Linked DNA regions of Anas platyrhynchos: region 2 is linked to region 1. The links are chromatin contacts, called in public Hi-C maps. All regions are on one chromosome and are shown on one strand. Each heading gives the region's core, a stretch centred on a gene start, on an enhancer-like site or on the middle of the called end of the contact. The rest is flanking DNA. Distances are from core to core; before and after follow the strand shown.

The links. Hi-C and Micro-C count contacts between places; a contact is called where the count stands out from the background.
Region 2: a contact with region 1 is called in a Hi-C map of subcutaneous adipose tissue, with 2.2 times the contacts expected there. The contact joins two enhancer-like sites. A contact is called at or near these places in 5 of 8 Hi-C or Micro-C datasets (F1 follicle, liver, skeletal muscle and 1 more).

What each region holds. Positions count from the first base shown.
Region 1 is chr1:112,539,771-112,545,661 of IASCAAS_PekinDuck_T2T, reverse strand. TTC3 (tetratricopeptide repeat domain 3) reads right to left here. Exons shown (of 46, transcript XM_027449124.3): 45 at 5,634-5,723; 46 at 4,440-5,351. The coding sequence ends at 5,241. It overlaps VPS26C (VPS26 endosomal protein sorting factor C), which reads left to right. Exons shown (of 9, transcript XR_005260662.2): 8 at 1,003-1,147; 9 at 1,261-1,426. Among named protein-coding and RNA genes, the nearest start is that of VPS26C, 24 kb to the left of the region's middle. Within about 2 kb of position 3,516, at least 5 of the 8 cell types and tissues checked have an H3K27ac peak or open chromatin away from gene starts, as enhancers often do. A contact at or near this core is called in F1 follicle and subcutaneous adipose tissue, where this site is marked.
Region 2 is chr1:112,657,843-112,663,733 of IASCAAS_PekinDuck_T2T, reverse strand. DYRK1A (dual specificity tyrosine phosphorylation regulated kinase 1A) reads right to left here. Exons shown (of 12, transcript XM_027449121.3): 4 at 2,153-2,245; 5 at 1,496-1,684; 6 at 692-839. Among named protein-coding and RNA genes, the nearest start is that of DYRK1A, 75 kb to the right of the region's middle. Within about 2 kb of position 2,808, at least 2 of the 8 cell types and tissues checked have an H3K27ac peak or open chromatin away from gene starts, as enhancers often do. A contact at or near this core is called in F1 follicle and subcutaneous adipose tissue, where this site is marked.

The sequences.
Region 1 (5,891 bases), core at 2,267-4,766:
TGGAGTGTGTTGGTTCTCCTTTTTGTATTGCATTGCATCAGATTGAAGTTGCTGCTATAGAAGTAGCTGTCCCTACAGTGTAAGTCCCTACCTTGAGGATCCTTCCCAGCTGAAGCTCCTCTTTATTTTCTGCTGTACATCCTGCACAAATGTGCACAGGTAATTTTTCAGTTTTGGCTACCTGATTATCTGTTCCCCCAAGAGCATTTTTGCACTTATGTATGGTGATTATTCACAAAATAATACTGTACTCTACTTTTGCTATCTTTAGCAATTAAATAGTAACGTACAGTGACAAATGGCTACTGTTAGTGTAGTCCCTATTTCTTGAGCATCTTCATATCTGTATTAAAACTTTTCATAAATAGAACTAAACCAGAAATAACTCTTTTATCTTTGGTTTCCATCACTCATTAACAGTCTTTGAATTCTGTCTCCACTTAGAATTCTTTATAGATCCGATACCAATTTTGTTTCTGAACAACGCGATATAATATTTAAAGACAGAGAATTTTTGAGAATTGTTTTCATAGGTTGCAGGTATGTTGTCTTCCGGTGTTTAATTTCATTTTCTGTAATGCCTTAGAACCTTCTGTTACATGTGGGCAGCATGGACAGGAGTCTTCCCTACCTCTTCCTCCTCCACTTTAGTCCATTTTAGCAGATGTCTGAACTTTGACATGCAGCCTCCTGGTCATCAGGCAGATTTTCTCAGTGACATGAGACTGAATCTGGAGGAATCCCAAAGATTAGAACCAGCCAGGGCTCTCGGGGAATGACCCAAGGTCTCAGGTGCTGGTGACTATGTTCTGTCTGGAGCACCTGGTTCAGCCCTGCCTTCCTGTATTACTTAGCCACAGAAAAATGTAGAGTATTGAAATAGCTCAGGGGAGTCCAGTGAAGTGATCATCTGAGAGCAGGAACTGTCTGCCCTGACCCTACTGTGACGGTGCAGGTTATGGGATTACTAAATGGAACTCTGTTTTTTTCCCCTTCCCTCAGAGTTTGAAGTGAACATTGTTGTCCTTCTGCACGATGATCATCTTATCACAGAGAACTTCCCTCTGAAGCTCTGCAGGATGTAAATAGCCAGAGGAAGATTCACTTAAGGATTTATTGAAAAAGGATGAAATTATTCAGAGACCAAGTAATACTTTATCTTTTTTTTTTTTTTTTTTTTTTAACTGAAAACTCCTTGAAGATAGTTCTTGGGCTTTCAGTCTATTGCTCTTCCTAAAGACTGTGCTCATTTTCCAACAGACTGTGTGGATGAATCTATCTAAAGGGCCTCGTCAAGTATCTTTCTGACTTCAACAGCCACCTCTTACCCCATTTTTGCCTGCGAAACTATGTAAGAATGATTTTTGGATATTTCTACAACTTGCAGAAATCTGTAATAAATTTCACTGCTTATTTCATAATGCAACACTTGTTCTAAAGTCTTTTAACAGCCTCTTAAACTTAGGCCTGTTCCATATAATGTATAGAGATGGTGGGGAAGGGTAGGGTAGGGTGATATAATACTGAATAATATATATCTTTGAAATTACAATAAATTGTACTACAACAACGCATAGTAGTGTCATGGGATGAATACTGCAAGATGACTGAAATAAGAGATATGAAATGAATAATATGAAGTAACACCAAATGTATTTTGGTCAAACTGGGCATGAGTTTGTATTGCAGGAATGCTTACAATAGAAGTTAGTGCTTTGCAGCTGACTTCTACCTCCACTGCACCGGATCTTCGCTGGATTAGAAAAACGTGGTCTTATTTCACCTTTGCTATATATGTAAAATATAGCACCAAGAAAGATCAGTCATAGGTTTTAGCTTAAGAACATGCTTATTCTTGGCATTTTACCATCTTTCCTCTTATTAGACTTAAAGATGTTTCAGCTTTAAAAAAGGAATGAGGTGAAAAAGGAATGACTTAGATGACAAACAGCATCACTGTGTTGTTGCAGACCCATCCCATTCAGAGGGCAGACTGTACCAAGTAAGGGAAAAACTCCATAAACTTCTGTGCTGTGGACCTTGTGCCTTTAGGATATGATTCCTCATGATGTAAGTTACCGTTCCAAGGGAGACAGGCGATTCAGTCTTTAAATAGGTAGGTTAATATTGTCACCTGATCAACATAGAACTGTAAACACCAGGAAAGGCATTTGTGAAGGTAAGATACAGTTTCACATTGAGAAAGACATTACAACATTTCTAATACTACATCTTAAAGGTACATGTAAACTGTCAAGGCCGGCACTAGATGGGAAAACCATTTCAGCAAGAATTAACCTTCCCAAGAACAGGTTGTGGATTTTGGTGTTCGTTAAAGTCAACAGAACAGCCACAATGTTCTTCTGTGATTTTTTCATAATTTTTTTGTGTGGAACAGAGGTAGGCTGAATATATAGAATTACATCAAGTTTGAGTGTCAAGATGACAACCTAAAAAGAATTAAGAAAACTGCCCAAAACAACTTCCTATAGCTTTATCTAGCAGCATTGCCAAGCATGAAAATGTAATTCTGGCTTAGGCCACGATTTGGTATCAGCTATACTTCAGGAAAACAATTAAGGTGTTACTTTAATGTCTTACAACAGTCTAATGTATATTAAAAAAAAAAAAAAAAAAAAAAAAAAAAAAAAACCAACAACCTCCCTGACTACTGTGCCCCACCCCCCATTTACTGGAAATAAACACTTGTGCAAGATCAAGAACCAGCACAGGATGATTACTGGAAAACAAGTTCCTGCTTCTAGTCTGCACGATGTTAAAGGAGTGCCACCTGCTGCTCACAGCTGAGGCAGCAGTAGCACTTCACACAGAGGTTACTTGAAAATGCACTGGTGTTTGATCCTGCCTCTGGCCATAGCATCTGCAGCAGCAGATCTCTTACCTACACCCTACTCAATCGCCTCTCTGCCTGCACCATGATGATCCCAGGGGCCTGGTGGGTCAGAAATCCAGCACGGACAGCTGAAAAATCCTGGTCTGGAGTGAGTGCTCCAATTGCTCCCTGAAACGCTCTTGGTCTTCCAGAAGCAGCTTTGACAGGAAGCCAAGGATTAATGTTACAGTATCTGTGCTAAGCTGCCTAGAAGTGGTCATTGCGGATTAGAAATTGGTATCAATGCGTGAGAGGAGTCCAGATTACTTCTAACGTAATTATGGAGCATTTCACAGACCTTTCATGTATAAAGAAAAAGGTCAACAGCATCCTGACACTGCAGCAATAATCATTTAGCACACAGTGTATATCCTTAAGTTGGGAATCCTAGGCAGAGCAAGGCTGTACCTTGTCCTAGTCTGGAAATGAAGTAGGCTTATCTACACATACTTACCATTAAAGAGTCTGAGACTTCTCATCTCCATAAAAACTTAGTCTTAAACGTCTTAGAGATAGATCGTGTTTCTTTTTTTTTTGTCTGCTCTAAGGCCTCCTTATTAAAGATGTGAATAAACCCCTTCTGCCTATCAGTAAAAATTCTTGTGGTTTCTGCGAGTCAGGGAAGAGAAAAAGGAGCACAGATTAAAAATCACCCCGCTTGCTTAGCAACCTGGGCTCTTATCGGTGCTGTGAGTATAGGGAAAAAATAAGACTGGCTGATAACAAGTGTGAACATACACAAATATCAATTCATTAACTCTGCATTAACACTAAGTGTTGCCTTACCCGTTTTCACAGCCAACTTACCCATTTTAAGTTATATTCTGTTTGGAAAACACCAAATAGTCGACCATGGCTTGTGGGACTGCTTTGCCACTGCTTAGCAGGTCAAGGATCCCTCTGCCCTGGAAAAGTGGCCTAAGGGGCAAGGACCTGGGCTGCTTCTGTGAACAACTGAAGAAGTCTAATGAATATATTTCCCCCCCACACTAGGAAAATAATGGAAGCTGAAAAGGATGCAAGTGGTGTAGTGCTGAGCAGCACAGTACCAAATTCTTTGGCTATACAGTGCCTTAGCCCTATAGCAAATAGTAGTTTACTCATCAGTAACTCATACCTAGCAAAAACATTAAAATAAAAGAACACCACGTGAGCTGCAGCAGCAATTTTATTTCTGATCCAAGTTCCAATTAGCATACTGACGTATCTCGAGATAGTTTAAAACTTCCTCTGTAGTATACATACTCCACTTGGGGAAACAAATGATCCATTAGACTTACCTAATCTCAAATAATCAGCTTAATACTGCTTGTACCCAAACAGTCATACTCACTGTATTTTCAGTGTTTACGCTACCAGTGTACACTATCTAGCCCTGGTCTTCTGGCCATCTGAAACAATTTTTTACAATGAAAAGGGGTACTTATTCTGGCAGGTTCCAACTTTTGAAGCAGTAAGGTAACTATTCTTTGAGCTGTTTGTATTGCATACCTCACACTGCTCGTAAACCACAATTCACACACAGAATACAAATGCACTCTATTGCTTCATCAAAAATAAAAAATGTTTAATTCCAGTTTAGACAGATCAGCTCAACTATGAGGGATATTTAAGACATTTTCACATTAAAAAATTGAGTCATATTATTCCAAATAAGTGATGTACAAACAGAAGGAATGACAAGAATAAACTTCTTGCTTCAAACTGTTGTAAGAAGTCATTATTTAAACAATCTGAATTATGAGTTGTAGATTTATGTGGAAAAAAGGAGTTGAAATTGTATGAACCGTATTCAAAATGATTACAAAAATCCTGATTTGAATCCTGCATTTAAGTTGTTATTGTTTATACTATGAAAAGGTAGTGGATTGGTTGTTCCAAGTTGTAGTCTGTCATTCAGCTCACCAATTTGTTTGATATTAGAATTTATTTTCAGTGTAGAATCAGCTCTGAAGGACTCCACACGCACTTTTTACAGGAATTGTTCATAGGCATAACCATCCTTTGAGAAAAGTAGATATGGTAGTTTTAACCCCTTAGCAAAAAAACCTACCAGCTTTGTGTGATTCTGGCCTCTGAACTACATCAGCTGCATGCATTCAGGCAGCAACCAGGAGAAGTGCTGGATTTTGGAGTATACTAACTTGATAGTGTAGGTGCTGTGGCAGTACCTGCATCTCGTGGCTTCCAGCCACGCGTTAAATACTGGACGAGAATGAGTTCTGCTGTCCTTTCCAGCAAAACCAGGGATCAGCCTCTTCCTAGGCATCACATTTCCATTCCTTGTCATAATGGTTATTTATCTGCAGCCACTTTACATCTTACTATGCATTAAATAAAACAAGATTTAGGTATATTTTTTTCTTGCAGGAAGCTCAGGAAAGTCTTCAGGTAACAGAACGTGATTGCGGCAGATAGGGCAGGTACTTGAATGTTCCTTTAGCCATTTTCTAATGCACTGCAAGAACGGGAAGATTATGTTGAGGAAACAGTCCAAGTCTGGTATCAAGAGATCAGCTTAAATTCATTCTGATGAATTATCATAGTTGAGATCTAAAACTCGAAACTTTTCAACATGCACAAAGTACGGTGCACAAAGTACGCAACAGAAAACTATGTATTATTGTTTTTAACTCCAGGTAGTAGAGGATGAGGGGGAAAAAGTTAAGAAGTAAACTGACTGTACAATTGAACAAAGAGTAAACATTTGCATCTAAGTGATAAGAACAAGAATCCTTACCTCTCTGTGAAAATGATGCCCACATTCCAGTTCACATGAGTCTCTACTTAGCTCATCATGACATATGGTGCAAGGATCATCACTGGAGGCCTGTACAAAAAATGTTACTTGAAAGCTAGCAACAATTAATCATTGAATTCTACTAATGTAATGATATTATTAACTTTAACCAAGTCTATTTAAGGTTTTGTCCACAAAATGAGCAAGTCCTGATTATTTTTTCCAGCAATGCACCTAATTATTTCGCATCTCATAAGT
Region 2 (5,891 bases), core at 1,559-4,058, 120 kb before region 1:
ATCCAACATATACATGCAAACCTGAAGAGTACAGTTGTTAGTATTTCAACTCCTGCAAACTAAGATAAAAATGTTTAAAATCAATTTCATTTCTTAAATTATTATCTTTCACAGTTTTCTATCTCTCTTTACAACATGCTGTCCTTCCATCACATTTTTGCCCAATACTCCACTTCAGAGAACAGACAGGATTTAAAAAACTTTTTATCTGAGCTGACCAACTTACTTCATCGTGACTACAAAGTTCAATTAGCATTATGATAATAACCTCATGGAATAGCATGACAGTCTACAGGAACAGTCAGAATTATAAGCTTTAGAAATATTTTCTGAGATCTAAACAGGCAAGTCTTAACTATTACAGAAGTTTTATCTCAGTTTTGTAACATGAAATGTTGAGCTTTTTAAATAAGCACAATCAAAAAATAATGAACAAGCTAGCCATAAAACTACTTATTTCATATTATCTGTTATCCCAAAACTTTTTACACGTTTTTCTTCTAAATCTAGTCCTGCTGCAAAGCAATCTGTTGTTTATGCAAGGTAATTTACACTGAAAACTACTATTAAAAGTTGTATTATTTCATTTTGTTAGCACCAAAAACATTAGTTGCAGCACCCTACACTATATATCAAAACCTAAAATACTAATAATTTGATTAAATAAAAAATAAGAAAAATATCTGAATACCTATATAGTACTTCATCTCAGTGTCATGTTTGTTCATAAGCTCAAGCAGTCGCACTTCAATCTGGGCTTGGTTTAGGAAAGCTTTCTTATTTTTTATTATTTTTATAGCCACCCACTCCTGTTCCACTCGATCATAAGCCTTTACAACCTGAAAGAAAAAAGACAAACATGTAAGTCATCTCTCTGCTTCAGTTTCCAAAATTCTGCAAAACCCTTTTTAAACATACCAGAATTTACAGAATTTTTTTACAACTTTTGTTCTTTCCAGTTAATTTTCTTCCTAGATGCTACAATAAAGCCACAACTGATAACATGGAGTTTATTGTAGTGACGTTGCAAAACAGAGCAAAGGCTTCACTGAGCTGGACCTAAGGCAAGTATTGTACCCAAATGCAAGCAGTAAATCAACAAAAACAATATTGTAAAATGACTTGCAGAACATGAAAAAAAATACCAATAGTAAAAACAAACCTTACTGCAAAGAATAGGTTATCCCTAGCATTAGACCATTGTTTTAAAACAAAAACCCAAAACAAATAGCTAAAAATGTGAAATGATGACAAAAGGCTGAAGATTTGCTCATTTGCAAAGCACATTAACAGTTTAAATATACTGAAGTATATTCAAACATTATATGTGGTAACAAGAAACAGCACAAAATACAAATGCCTTGAGCAGGCACTTCAGCATAGTAGAATTAAGAAAAAGACAGCTGAATTTCAAAATGAAATAAGAATGGCACTTTAAATTATATGCATATTACCATTCACACAAATTACAGATTGCACAGCTGATATACATTACCTGTCCAAAGGATCCTTTGCCTATTAAGGAGTCAATTTCATAACGATCCATCCACTTCTCCCCATTTTTTACAATATAGTCATAGTTATCATCATCATAGCCATCGTTGTAAACTTTTCGCTCCTTTTTGTGACTGGAATCATCTCCTTGGCCCTGTTGATGCCGCCGTTTTTTTTTTGCATAGTAAACCTAAACATGAAAAGTATATTGCTTACTCAGTTACCTTTGAAAATACAGAGCTATATCAAGCCAGCTCTATTTCAAAAATGTTAGTGATTTGTATTGTGGATCCTTCAAATAAACAACTTCAAAAATGATATTACTCAAGATGGAGGGGGGAGCAACAAGGGAGTGGGGGCAATAGGCTAGATTCTCTCTCTCCTTTACTGTCCTACATGTAACAGAAACAAACTTTTTTTGGGGACACAATGTAACAGGTATAGAAATACTTCTGTACTTTGCAGTCATTTTAAGCTCTAATAAAATAATGTACAATTTCTTTAATTTACGGTCAAATGAGCAGTTCACTCTGCAAGAAAGAATCCAAAACAATGGCAGCAGAAGATGCAGTACAATTCACAGAAAATGTACTTAATAACATAATTCAAACAACAAATTCATATCAATACACAAAACAAAGATAGCTGGAGCCATTACCTCATTAATATGCTTGTATGTTTTAATCAAATCTACGGAGAGTTTCCTCAAAGGAGCAGTAGCTGGATCACGGAAAGTTTGGGGCATTCGCCTCTGTAATATGATAATATTAGATACATTAGAAATAAGCATCAACTTCAATTATATTTAATAACTTCAACAAATTGAGATAATCTACACAGAAATGAGCTTTTTCATTGTAACATCTTTTTTTATTTGAGCTGACAAAGAAAAGAAAAACAAATACAGGAATCAAAGAAAATAACATTTAGTGCAGTTACTTTTTAATACATTTATTCAACAATAAATAAATAAATCCCAAGATGCCTACCTCTTCTCAGTATACCTAACAGGCTTAATCCCTATAAACAGTCTTCTTTAGTTAAAAATACATCTCATTTGGTAACACAGAGTAGTAACATGCTGACATTCCTGCTTTACTCACGACTGATACATGGGCTGTAAGTGTATTTAATGTACAGCAGCATTCAAACCACAAGTGGAAGTTAACGAGTATGCCTTCTGGAGAACTGTGGCAATTTGCCACATTAAAACTACATTAAATTCCAAACCAAGAAACTCAGTTCTAGTATGCTTTGCAGTATCAAGGCAATGATATTGCCTTGATTATCAAGGCAATGATAATGATATTGCCTTGAGTATCAAGGCAATGATATTGCCTTGATTAGTCTAAAAAATTAAAATAAATCCAAAGAAATCTAAAGCACGCTCACCAACACCATACCTACCAAGTTTAAACAACACCCCTGAAAAGGTGTGTATGTTGCTCATTGGTGTTTCCTAACACTGACTACTTTTAAAACAAGAACATCTTCAACAGTAGTGTATTTTTGATATTGGCTTCCTAAAGAGATAGGACTTCTGTGTGAAACAGTTATTTGTGTGCCTCTTTTTTCCTTGCTAACACATCCCATGTAGCTTCTGTATCTACTAAACAATATCCATTCCTCCTTGGGATTTGTCTGAAATCTCTGAAAGATTAAGTTCCAAGTGTCAAGGTAGAGGCAGTTAGTGTCATCAGGGAAGAAAAATAAATAAATAAATAAATAAATAAATGAAAACTCTAAAGAAACCAAGCAATTTGGCTAAAGCTGGCTAACCTGTTCAACATACACTTACTTAACAGCACAATTGTGCCACTAGACAAGCTCCAGCAACCCCTCTGTCTCGCAGTGAGTGTCAGAAGGAGAGCTGGGACAGAGAGCAAGGGGTTTAGTCGGTGTGACTGGTCCCCTATAGCCTGCCTCTCTCTGTTCCTTCTCTTCCCAATGACAAGAAACCACACAGCAAGTTGGGTTACTCAGCTTGTTTCACATGTTAAGCTCTTTTCATACCCAGTGCTGAGGTCTAGCCGAATGCACACCATCACACTCAGCCATCCAGCTCTCATCTCACATCATCTCATCTCACACCAGCAAACATGCTTAGGCTCATAACTCTCTTCACTTCCAAGTGCTTAATCTCATCTGCTGCCTCCCATTACAGCTGAACTGATACTCAGCCTCCCGCAGAGCTGCGGAAAGAGCATAAGCTGTCAACAAAAATAATGAAACTGATTTATACATAAGTATTGCTGAAATAATAAAGGAACTGGAAAAGTACAACTGCTCCTCTGTCTTTTACAGTACTGCTTAATACTTCTGACTGTGGCTGTGCAAATAGCTTTTTTTATTTCTTTTTGCTCAAGAACCCAATAAATAAATAAAATATGTTGAAGTGACCCAGAAAGGTTTTCACAAACAGATATAATAAAGAGTCTGGGTATCTGAACCCAGGTACCCAGACAGTGCCACACTAGAAAGTTAAGATCGCGTCTTCTTCCTGTGGACAAGCAGATACAGAAATAACCTAAGAAAAACAAGAGAGAGAGCACAAGAGATTGAGAAGGAAGACCAATGAGCTCAAGAGCTAAAAAGAGCAAAAAAGCCAAGAGGCTGCCAGCAACCTGACTGCATCTGTGCAAGGCTGGGACTCCCAACAGCTACAGGCTCAGCGGAGCCTGAACTGCAGCTCACAGTCCTGATGTACACCACCCTAAATATGTCTACATACCGTTTCTGCATCCATGCAAGACTGCTGACTTCCAGGCTTTCTGATTAGAGACTTTCTCAGAGAAAATGTAATCCAGTTAAACCTTCCTCAGGGACTTTTGACCCAAGCCACGTACGTCCTAGATGTTTGCTCAAATCCATTCACTTCTGGATGTGCCCCCTACCATCACTTTCCTTTCAGCAGCTTTAAGAAATTAAGCCCTTAATTCATTTTGACTACAAGCCCGTGACCGTTCTGTATACATCAGGAAGGTCTGTTTTAAAATTTTCTAAACAAGCTATTTGACGTTTACGAAATATTTTTGTTCCTTCCTCTCATCTGTCAAACAGATGTTAATCATGAAACAAATCACACCTAAATACAATCATTTTTGGTTCTTTTGCACCACATCACTAAACACCTCAACAGCATCTAGTCCTAATCACAACCATCACTGCCACAGCCTTGTGAAATGCAGGAATTTCTCTTAAATTTCTGAACTTGATTGAAAGAAATTATTGGAACTTAGTAACATCCATAGATTTTGCTGGTAAAAGAAACCGGTGCACAAATACTTGCAGAGACCACTCTTCCACCTAAGCTGATACGACCATCACAGTCCCCAGTATGGCAGGTTAGAGATTTGAGGAAACAGCCTCAGGACAGAAGAACTCAGTAGTTCAGATCAACAATTCAGACATAGGATCACTCTACCTTGGAAAGGGAATTTGTACAAGAAATGTTCGTGTTTATCTTCTAATTTAGAAGTCAAATTTCCTTACTTAGGGAAAAAAAAATCTAATCTCAATGCTAGGGGGAAAAAATAATAATTTAATGCTGTTCCCTAATCACAAATAATTAAAACTCTGCAGGCTACCTCTTATGCTGTTCATAGCCAGGATCCTGACTGAAAACTGTTCTTTTAACTGTGCATTTAGACAATCATATATTTCTGAGGACTCACTTGACCCATATGAACTTTTTAACAGATATTAATTTGCTATTCTGGGTTCTTAAGAAAGTCTGGGTGAGAGAGGAGAGGGAGTTGACCTTTTCTTCCTGCCCTTGTTATACTGCAAAATTTTTAACATTCCCTTCTTCTTCCTCCAAGATTCTTCTTGAGATTCTTGCTCCGTTCTTTCCTGGTGATGTAGGATTATGGAACAAAGCTCTCATTATCCATTTTACACAGTAACACTCATAAATTCTTTATCATCGGGTAATAACAATTTCCCTCTTGGTTTTAAAGAACATTCAATGACAGAAAAAAAAAATAATCCTATTTTGCAAGCTCCAGTCTCTATCTGGTGGCCAGACAGCAACACTGCAGCCTCAGATCTTCCTGAAGATTGAACAAAATCAAAAGATATTTCAAGACTGAGAGACAAAAAACTACTTTAATTACAGTTACGTATGTCAGTAAATATCCACTGCATTCTGACTGGTCCACACTGATGCCTTCATAGCATTAGCACAGCTACCTGGAATGGCAGCATGATGAAAATTAAACTACAAGTAAGGAGCTGAAATTTGATTTTTCTTAATTGTTGAGAAGCAACTTGTAACTAGTCTAAATAAGGAAGAATCAAATAAACACACAAAAAAGGCAACTAAGAACCCCGTTTACGTGTATTCACACCACTTTTGAGATAAACCATGCTTTAAAATAAACCCTGGCTTTTAATTC